3 separate regions of the Mus musculus genome follow, and all the other regions are linked to region 2. The links are chromatin contacts, called in public HiChIP or PLAC-seq and promoter capture Hi-C maps. All regions are on one chromosome and are shown on one strand. The core of a region is the stretch at or near the end of the contact, and the rest is flanking DNA. Distances in the headings are between cores, read along the strand shown. Region 1 has its middle 6.7 kb from the start of Gm46758. Region 2 has its middle 61 kb from the start of Gm39912. Region 3 has its middle 15 kb from the start of Spred1.

Region 1 (2,700 bases), core at 144-2,643, 76 kb after region 2:
TCAGACTTCGGTTCTTTCTCTGCTTCACCAGAGGCTGCACCACCCCCTCATGTTGGAAATGTTTTCATCTTTTTGCAGGTAGATGCTCTTCAGTTTCTTGGGAAACTACTTCCCCTCCTCCCTTCCCTTTCTTTTTGGTCTGAAGATCTTATCTTTTCCTGATGCCTTTTAGGGGAGTCTCTTTTCTACTTTTCATGCCAGAAGGGTTTCACACCAGAAGGGTAATGTGTTGGCAGTGTAAGGTGGTTATGCGAGGCACACATCACACTGTGGTGTGTGGTGTGACTACCCAATCACCACGCCTATGAGCTGAATAGGCATCTTCTTCTCTACGTTTGTGGGAACAGGTATAAGAGGCTGTTGCAGGCAACGATGCTGCTGTCTCGAGCTCCGCACTCACTGCCTCTTTGTCTTCGTTGGAGCTGGCTTTCCACTTGAGCATCTTGGTAGCACAGGACATGGGGTGGATGCTGAAGCACAGCTGTGCCTTGAAGAACTTGAGATATTGGGCTACCAGCGCTCGAGCCTATAACTTGCTTCTAATGAGTCGTATATCAAATGTAAATGAAATGTCACCTTGGTAATTCCTTGGTAATTGGGACATTTCCTAAGATTACACTTTAGCACACCAGATCCTCTCCTTTTATGATATGTGCAGTTATATTAGGGAAACTCACTTGTCGTATGGCCATTCCACCTCAAAGGCACCCAGTTACCACTGATCTTGGAGTCTGAGTATGATAAAGCCTGGTTACCATCGGAAGAGAGAGCCCCATGTGCTGAAGAGCTGCAGGCAGCTGATCTGAGGATAGCTATAGTCAAACAACTGTAAGAAAATGAATTCTGTCAACAGTGGGAGTGAAGTTGGAAAGTAGATCTTCCCTAGTGGATCCTTTGATGAGAGGACAGACCAGATGATGCCTTGGCTGTGAGCCCCGAAGAAGTCTCCACTAAGCCTGCCCATGAAAACAGACATAATGAGTATAGGGTGATTTGTGAGCCTCAGTTTGTGGCAATCTGTTATGTAGTATTAGAGCACTAATCCAGAAATCTGGGATTTGGGACCATTATGTAATGTGGCCAGCGCTCTCCAGTTCCCTTGTTCAGGCAGATATCCTGTTTATCAATATGATTTCTACAAAGATAGACTGCACTGCAGTTCAGGTATGGAATTGTTAGCTGTTGAGTACTCTATGTCTCCAGGGCATAATTTTTAGAATGGAAAAAGAAGAGGCAGAGTTCCACTCTGCTTGCTTAATGCTTCTCTAGACACCCTGTTCCAGGAAGCATCCCTAAGTAATCAGAATAAAAATACGGCAACAATGTAACAAGTGCGTCTGTGTCCTGGGGACTGGAGGAGTGAGAGGAAGTGCCAGAAGTTGAAGCGGTACTCAGACAGAGCTTGTGAAATAGTTACAATTTGTCTGACCCACCTTGTAGACAAAAGCTTACACTAGATGTTTCCCCTGATGTTTCTTTAGCCAGGTAACAACCTCGCAGTTCCAGCCTGCTGAATACCACTTCTATTTTGGGAATGTGCCCAGGATCATTCTGTCTTTCTTAGTCATCCCTTTCTATATTTAATGGCCCTTACACTCAGACTTTTGAATTTAGAGCTTTCTTATATCTCTTATTGTTCTGTGAAGACTTGTCCTGTCTCCTATCTGCCACTGAGCAGATGGGGCCACCTGGTGAACTGTATCTCTCCACAGCCTTTGGCATGCCTGTCTGTCTAGTTCCCCCTCATTCTTGACTGACTTCCGTGGGGAGGAAGAGCTGGACATTACCCCCCCACACACACACACACGGAGTCCTCTTTGCTTCCTCTGAGGTCTGACTTTAATTTTAAATGCTGTGCCCATGAGTCAGTGGGCAGTCACTAAGATGAAGAATCGTGTGTCAACTAACCCACCAGGCTTATCTTGGAAGACCTGCAAGTTTCCTCTTTAGGGGAAGAAACCAATTTGAAACCAATTTGGGAAATGGGTGTCTAGTATCCTGTACTGGAAGATTGAGACACCATTGACATTTCTATCACCCATGGCTCACATGAGTAATGTCATCAAAAAACGAAACTCTGGTTTTCTGAGGCTGGAGTCAGCTGTGTTTCTTCCTACATTCACACCAGAAGCATAGCCGAGGAATAAAGAGCAGATAAAGTAGATGTATAGGGAGGCTATTGTTTTAGGTTTGCACGCCATACAATGATCGCTTGGACTTTGTCAGGGGCAGGGAAAGTCTTCCCACAAATTGGGTTTCACAGATTCTCTTTGCATCTATTTTGCATATTATTTAAAAGAAACCTAGTACTCAGAACAAACAGAACCGCAGGGAGATTTACAGATTAAAAAGGGCCCCTGTTTTCTGTTGTTAATTGTTATATAATGGTTAGCGAGGGATTTCTTCCTCTGGGAAGCTGGAACATGGTGTTGTAAAGATGTCCTGCTTGTTCACTGCGTTGCTTGGTCTCTGCTTTATTAGTAGATACCCTTGATTTCTCACACGCTGCTCTGTAGCTATGCATCTTGGCTATTGGCAGGAATTTTCTGAGTGGCAGTTGTTTGCCTGGTGGCTGGGCTTTGCAATGTCCTGGTCCTTGGTCTTGAGTTGAGACTATCCCTTGGTTAGCTCTTCTTTCTGCATTTGTAATGTCAATACTTTCTACATTTTTTTTTTTGTATCTGTTAGTTTTTTCATCAC
Region 2 (2,700 bases), core at 180-2,679:
ATCAATACATTGATGTCTGTCTCACTCTGACCAATGTACACTGTAAGGGAAGAGAAGAAGGGTTTATTTGGCTCATGGAGTTATTGCCCATCATGGCAAGAAAGGCATGGCAGAGTTCCTGGTGGTGGGATCCTAGGTTCTCATATCATGGTGGACCAGGAGGTTGAGAGGAAGCCTGCACTGGGGAGTTGGGCTAGAGCTGTCAAATGCTCACCCCTAGTCATGTACTTTCACCTGCTAGCCCTACCACTTAAAGGCTCGCTGTCCCCACAGTAGTGACAGAGAACAAGAACTCAGACCACAAGTCAGTGGGCATCATTCTATACTCAAGCCACAATGCCAAGCAAAGATCTGGGAACAACCAACAGCACCACCAACAAAACCCAAGAGAAGAAAAGAAACAAAAGGAACAACAGAACAAGTAGGAAGTTCAGGAGCCAATATGCCTAGAAAAGTAATAAAACACTCCATGTCAGAAACCATGCAAAGGACAAATGTCCAAGTATCAGAGTATAAAGTTGGAGAAACTTTCCTGGGAAGAAAACGTAAAACAGAGGAGCTGTCTAAGAGATCCCAGCCTCAACCAAAACTAGTTCCCAAAGAAGATAGGAAATAAAAAACGGAGAAGGATGTAGAATCCCCTGGAGACAAGCCTCTGGTCTTAGCAATGAGGCAGTTTCTAGGTGAGTTAATTGAGAGGGGAAGACATACTCTAATTGTGGGCAGCAATATCTGCATGCTGGGGCTCTGGACTGAAGATAAAAGAGAAATGGAGCCCGTCGCCAGCATTCATCTCTCTCTGCTCGACTGATCTAAGGACGGGATGCACTTATGTATGTTTTGACTTGTTTGGTTAATCGACAGCTGGGGTAAGCTAGTGACGGGGACATAGAAAACCAGAAGAGTGGTCATTATTAACCAGTAAGAATAAAGGTCTTACACAAGGGAAGTGAAGTCAAAGTGAGATGATTTTTTTTTTTTGCCTGTGAATGATATTTACGAATCATGCTAATTAAATTCTAAGGTTAATTGAATAGGTAGTCAATACTGGAAGAACAGTGTGTGTGTGTCTGCCTGTATGTATGTGTGTGTATGTGCTTGTGTGTACGTTGTATATATGCACGTGTCTGTCAAGAGTTTGATGTAAGACATTTCACTTTTGTCTTCTTTAAAAGAAATGTAACAGGTCAAACACATAGGAGGAAATCTCAGAAAGTAACAGCCAAGAGAATTCTCTAGAAATATAAAGTTCTAGAAATATAAAGTAAAAGTAGAATAAATAGTTGAAGACTGGAAAGTGATTGCTTTTGTGCTGGGTGAGGCAGAAGACTGCCTGGTTTGCTTTGTGGTTAGACTTTAAGTGCTAATCAGCTTCCCAGTTGATTCATTCCTGGGTTGGCTAGTGTTTTGTCAACTTGACACACGATAGTCATCTGGGAAGAGGAACCACAACTGAGAAAGAGCCTCCTTCAAGATTGGCATGTATGCAAATGTGTAGGGCATTTTCTTGATTAATGATTGATGTGGGAGGCCCAGACCATTATGGGCGGTGCCAGCTGAGCCGTTGATCTTGGATGGTATAAGAAAGCCATGTTGAGCAAGCAGTGTGTCTCCACGATCTCTGCCTCAGTTGCTGCCTCCAAGTTCCGCTGGACCTCCTGCATTGGCTTCCCCTGATGATGGACTGCGCCCTGCAAGCCAAACGCACCCTTTCCTCCTCAAGTCACTTTTGGTAATAGTTTACCACAGCAGAAGAAATCAAACTAAGGTGATACATACACATTTTTTTTAAATGAAATTTAAATTTTTAGTTAAAAAACTAAAAATGAAAACAAATGACAATATAGAGTACACACTTGTGTACACACACACATGTACACACAGACAGAGATTGGGGAAAGGGACAGACAGATAGGCAGGCAAATGTGTGCATAAAATGGAATAAAAAGGCAACTGGAGTTTAGTCTGTCTTGGCTGATGTCTGGAGGCAGAGGATGGATTTCCTCTACTTCCAGTGTCTTTGGCAAAATCAGGTTCAAAACTATGCTTTAGCTCTGTCATGCCTGGGGCCATGGGGACCATCACTGCTGCTGTCACACAGGAAAAGCTGAGCAAAAATGAGAGACTATGCTGAAGGACAGACTCACTTTCACACTCCAACCTTGACCATGGTAGGGTTGTCCCAGACCTTATCTCTGGGAAACAGGATGTTCATGCTGCTTTGAGTCAGACTCAGTGTGGTGGGCTTGTGGGGAGGGTGGCAATGATAACAGCAGCACCAGTCTCCCTCTGAGCTACTGAGAGTTCACGTGGCCTCTGACTCATCATCTTCCTAGACTCTCCAAGCTTTCAACATGAGCAACTTTGGGGACAGTTCCCATTGTCTTTCTTTTCTTCTCCTTTAAAAAAGAGAAAAGAAAAGAAAACTTTAAGACAAATATTTCTGATCATTGCTCCTCCCAATCCCCTACTTCCTCCCAGTTTCCATTTTTCTTCAAACTATTAAAATTCTGTCTTGCTTCAGCTCATGCTGAAAGATGGCACCATAGCATACCAGACAGGTCTGGTCCTGAGCTGAGATTGTGGAATGAATGGCATATTTATAGTGAAATCTCATTCATTTTAGATTTAAACTTATGTCACATTTTTTTCAGAACTGAAATTCTTTCCTTAAGCAATTCTTGGACTAGGTATATATAT
Region 3 (2,707 bases), core at 111-2,610, 110 kb before region 2:
GGGAGAAGCCGTTGGCACATAGTGAGGGATCATCTTGCTTAGATTAGTTGAAATGAGAAGGGCTGCCCACCATGCCCTGGGCTGGGACCCTGAACTGTACAAAACAAGAAAATGAACCGATCGCAAGTATTCACCATCTCTCTGCTTGCAAAGTACAGATGTGACGGAACCAGGAGCCTCAACCTCCGACTGCTAGGACTTGCTGGCCATGATAAGCTGGATCCTGAAACTGTGAGGGAAAAGAAACCCTTTCTCCCTTAAGTTGCTTTTGTCAGAGTCATTTCTCACAGAAACAGGAAAAAGAAACCAAGTTATACACAGCACTCCCAGGAGTCCCAGGGAGCAAAGAAAATGATACTAAATTGCTTTTTAAATTAGATCAAGTGTTCTTTATAAGCACTAGGAACTCTGTCATAAATTTCTGCAGTCAGAGGGCACCAAGTCTCCATGTCTACAAGGGACTACTGTTGGTAATTGAGAACATATGAATTCAGACCCTCTGCTGTATACCTAAATGTGCAGGCAGTAAACATGGGTTTGCGTATGCCACAATGACACCATGCCTCATGCATGCTTTATAGCAGTGTTTATTCTTTGAAACAGTCACATGGTAGTTTGTTGTTTGGGTATACAGGACATTACCTGCATCTGTTTATTGATCTGTTTCTACATCAATCTTTGCTTATTACTGTGTTCATCTTTTCCTGTCAGAAATAGCGCTTTGGTGAACACCCTGTAAACTTATCTTTAAGTATATTTATACTTAAAAGTAAAGATTTCTCTCAGGAAACTTTACATTAGTGGCATTCTTAAGTTAAAAGGAAGAATTTGTTCATTTGTTTGCTGACTTACTGTATTTTTGTGACAGGGTCTTGCCTTCTCTGTAGCCCATGGCTTTGAACTCCAGAGTCTATCTGCCTCAGCCTCCTGAATGTAAAATACTACAGCTGACTTGAGAATAAACATTTTAAAGATCCTCCCTCTAAAGTATGTCTTTTTTTAAACAATTATTTTCTCACTAGTAACAAATGACAGTACCATTTTCTTTATATTCACCCACATAAGGAAGGATAATGATATTTCTTAATTTTTATTAATTGTAACGCCCTACCCAAATACTCTATTGCTGGTTTTGTTTTTGTACTTCCCTAATTACCAGCTTTAATGTCGTTCATGTTTCTTCTTCAGAGAGCTCTATTATTTACCCTCTTCTTATGTATTTCTTTGCCTCAGTTTCCTGAGCTGTATCCTTAGCTTATAATAAACTAACCCCAGTACATTTGTTGTAATGTTGTCCCAGCACAGAGCAGTTTAGTCAGCTCCTAAAAGCTTGTACCCACTTCTTCTTTCCTGAAGCAGTAATGAACAATAATTCTCCAGAGAGATGCAGGTGGGCGTTGCTGGACTCTGAAAGTGTGCCACATAATCTATGCTGGTGGAAAGGAAGACCCTGTAATACCCAATGCTGTTGGCCGCTCGCCTCCTGCCCAGTCTCATTTGCTTCATCTCTGTTCATGTTCATCCCACCACAGAGAGAGACTCTTGGTATCGCCCTCATTTCAGTGGGAAGGAAACGAAAGCAGATGGAGGTTAAATAAGCTCGAGGAGGTTTCACAAGAAAGTCGCAAAGCTCTGCTTCAAAGTCAGGCCATCTGGCTTTGTAACCACAGAGCTAGGTCTTCATGGCCAGAGTGTAACTAAAGCAGTGTCAGAGGGGAAAGAAACCATGACAAGGGCACAGACAGAGAAAAGAGAAAAGTGAGGGCCAAGGAGGAAACCAGAAGGGAGAAGACAGTAGATGCTGAGAGGCAAGAGAAAGAGCAAGTGTCGCACCTCCCCCATGCTACAGTCCACAGAAATGCCAAGACCTGAACTCTTCCAAAGGAGGGTTTACACTTACACCTCACAGGCGCTATAGGTCTAATACAAGCTTCCTAAATAATTGGAAGTTTATACTTAAAAACATTCTGAAAGAGTCTAACTCATTCATTGGACCCACTTATCACAATAGAAAAGAAAATAGAAAACTACTTCATCCAAGTGGCACTCAGCTGGAAGCAGTTTCTTTCTGCCAGCCCCCACCACACACATACACACACACATACACACACACACACACACACACACACACACACACAGAGAGAGAGAGAGAGAGAGAGAGAGAGAGGACATTTGATGTTGTCTGGAAATATTTTTAGTTGTTCAGGGGGTGGGTGGGAGGGAATGTCACTGGCATCTAGTGAGAAGAGTCCAGAGACACTCCTAAAGACAGCCCCTCACTGCAGCAGCAAATTATCTGCCTGATGACATCAGCAGCATCAAGGATGGAACTACACCTTCTGAGAGACAGTGGTACTAGGCTCACTCTGATTGTATGGGAATTTGTCTCAAAACAAAGATTAAGGGACTCATAGAGCTTTTCTTTCTATCTATTTTCTGGGGTTTTTTTCTTTCAAATCCTTCCTGCCTGGCCTAAATTTGGACCACTCGTTTTAAAAATTAATGCAAAATAGAAGTAGTATAATAGCCTGAGCCAATGAATTTGGGTGCAGCTCCCTGCCAGCATTTCCTCTCTTTAGCCATGGAATTCTTTGGAGAGTATTTTGTGAATGATATTATTTGGATGTCTCTGTATAAAGCCATGGATTAAAATGAAACAGAGCAGATGTTAAGATAACAATAGCAAAAGGAAGAAGTTTTCTTCTAT

What was found. Promoter capture Hi-C pulls out the DNA fragments that hold promoters and counts their contacts. HiChIP or PLAC-seq counts read pairs in DNA pulled down with a chosen protein or histone mark.
Region 1: a promoter capture Hi-C map of the HPC-7 cell line shows a contact between it and region 2. The contact joins two enhancer-like sites. A contact is called at or near these places in 2 of 39 promoter capture datasets (both in the HPC-7 cell line), 4 of 484 Hi-C or Micro-C datasets (the G1E-ER4 cell line, the HPC-7 cell line, embryonic stem cells and 1 more) and 4 of 115 datasets of contacts at active chromatin or transcription factors (the HPC-7 cell line, bone marrow-derived macrophages, embryonic stem cells and 1 more).
Region 3: an H3K27ac HiChIP or PLAC-seq map of the HPC-7 cell line shows a contact between it and region 2, with 9 times the contacts expected there. The contact joins two enhancer-like sites. A contact is called at or near these places in 3 of 39 promoter capture datasets (the HPC-7 cell line, embryonic stem cells and hematopoietic stem and progenitor cells), 2 of 15 datasets of contacts at CTCF or cohesin (the G1E-ER4 cell line and large pre-B cells), 28 of 484 Hi-C or Micro-C datasets (the AML12 cell line, ECoMG-derived neutrophils, the F1.1 cell line and 20 more), 17 of 115 datasets of contacts at active chromatin or transcription factors (the 230-238 cell line, CD8 T cells, the HPC-7 cell line and 11 more) and 1 of 9 other capture datasets (bone marrow-derived macrophages).

What each region holds. Positions count from the first base shown.
Region 1 is chr2:116,922,059-116,924,758 of GRCm38.p6, reverse strand. No RefSeq gene overlaps it. Among named protein-coding and RNA genes, the nearest start is that of Gm46758, 6.7 kb to the right of the region's middle. Within about 2 kb of position 1,393, at least 35 of the 459 cell types and tissues checked have an H3K27ac peak or open chromatin away from gene starts, as enhancers often do. A contact at or near this core is called in the G1E-ER4 cell line, the HPC-7 cell line and bone marrow-derived macrophages, where this site is marked.
Region 2 is chr2:116,998,565-117,001,264 of GRCm38.p6, reverse strand. No RefSeq gene overlaps it. Among named protein-coding and RNA genes, the nearest start is that of Gm39912, 61 kb to the left of the region's middle. Within about 2 kb of position 1,429, at least 40 of the 459 cell types and tissues checked have an H3K27ac peak or open chromatin away from gene starts, as enhancers often do. A contact at or near this core is called in the 230-238 cell line, CD8 T cells, the G1E-ER4 cell line and 3 more, where this site is marked.
Region 3 is chr2:117,104,439-117,107,145 of GRCm38.p6, reverse strand. No RefSeq gene overlaps it. Among named protein-coding and RNA genes, the nearest start is that of Spred1, 15 kb to the left of the region's middle. Within about 2 kb of position 1,360, at least 68 of the 459 cell types and tissues checked have an H3K27ac peak or open chromatin away from gene starts, as enhancers often do. A contact at or near this core is called in the 230-238 cell line, CD8 T cells, the HPC-7 cell line and 2 more, where this site is marked.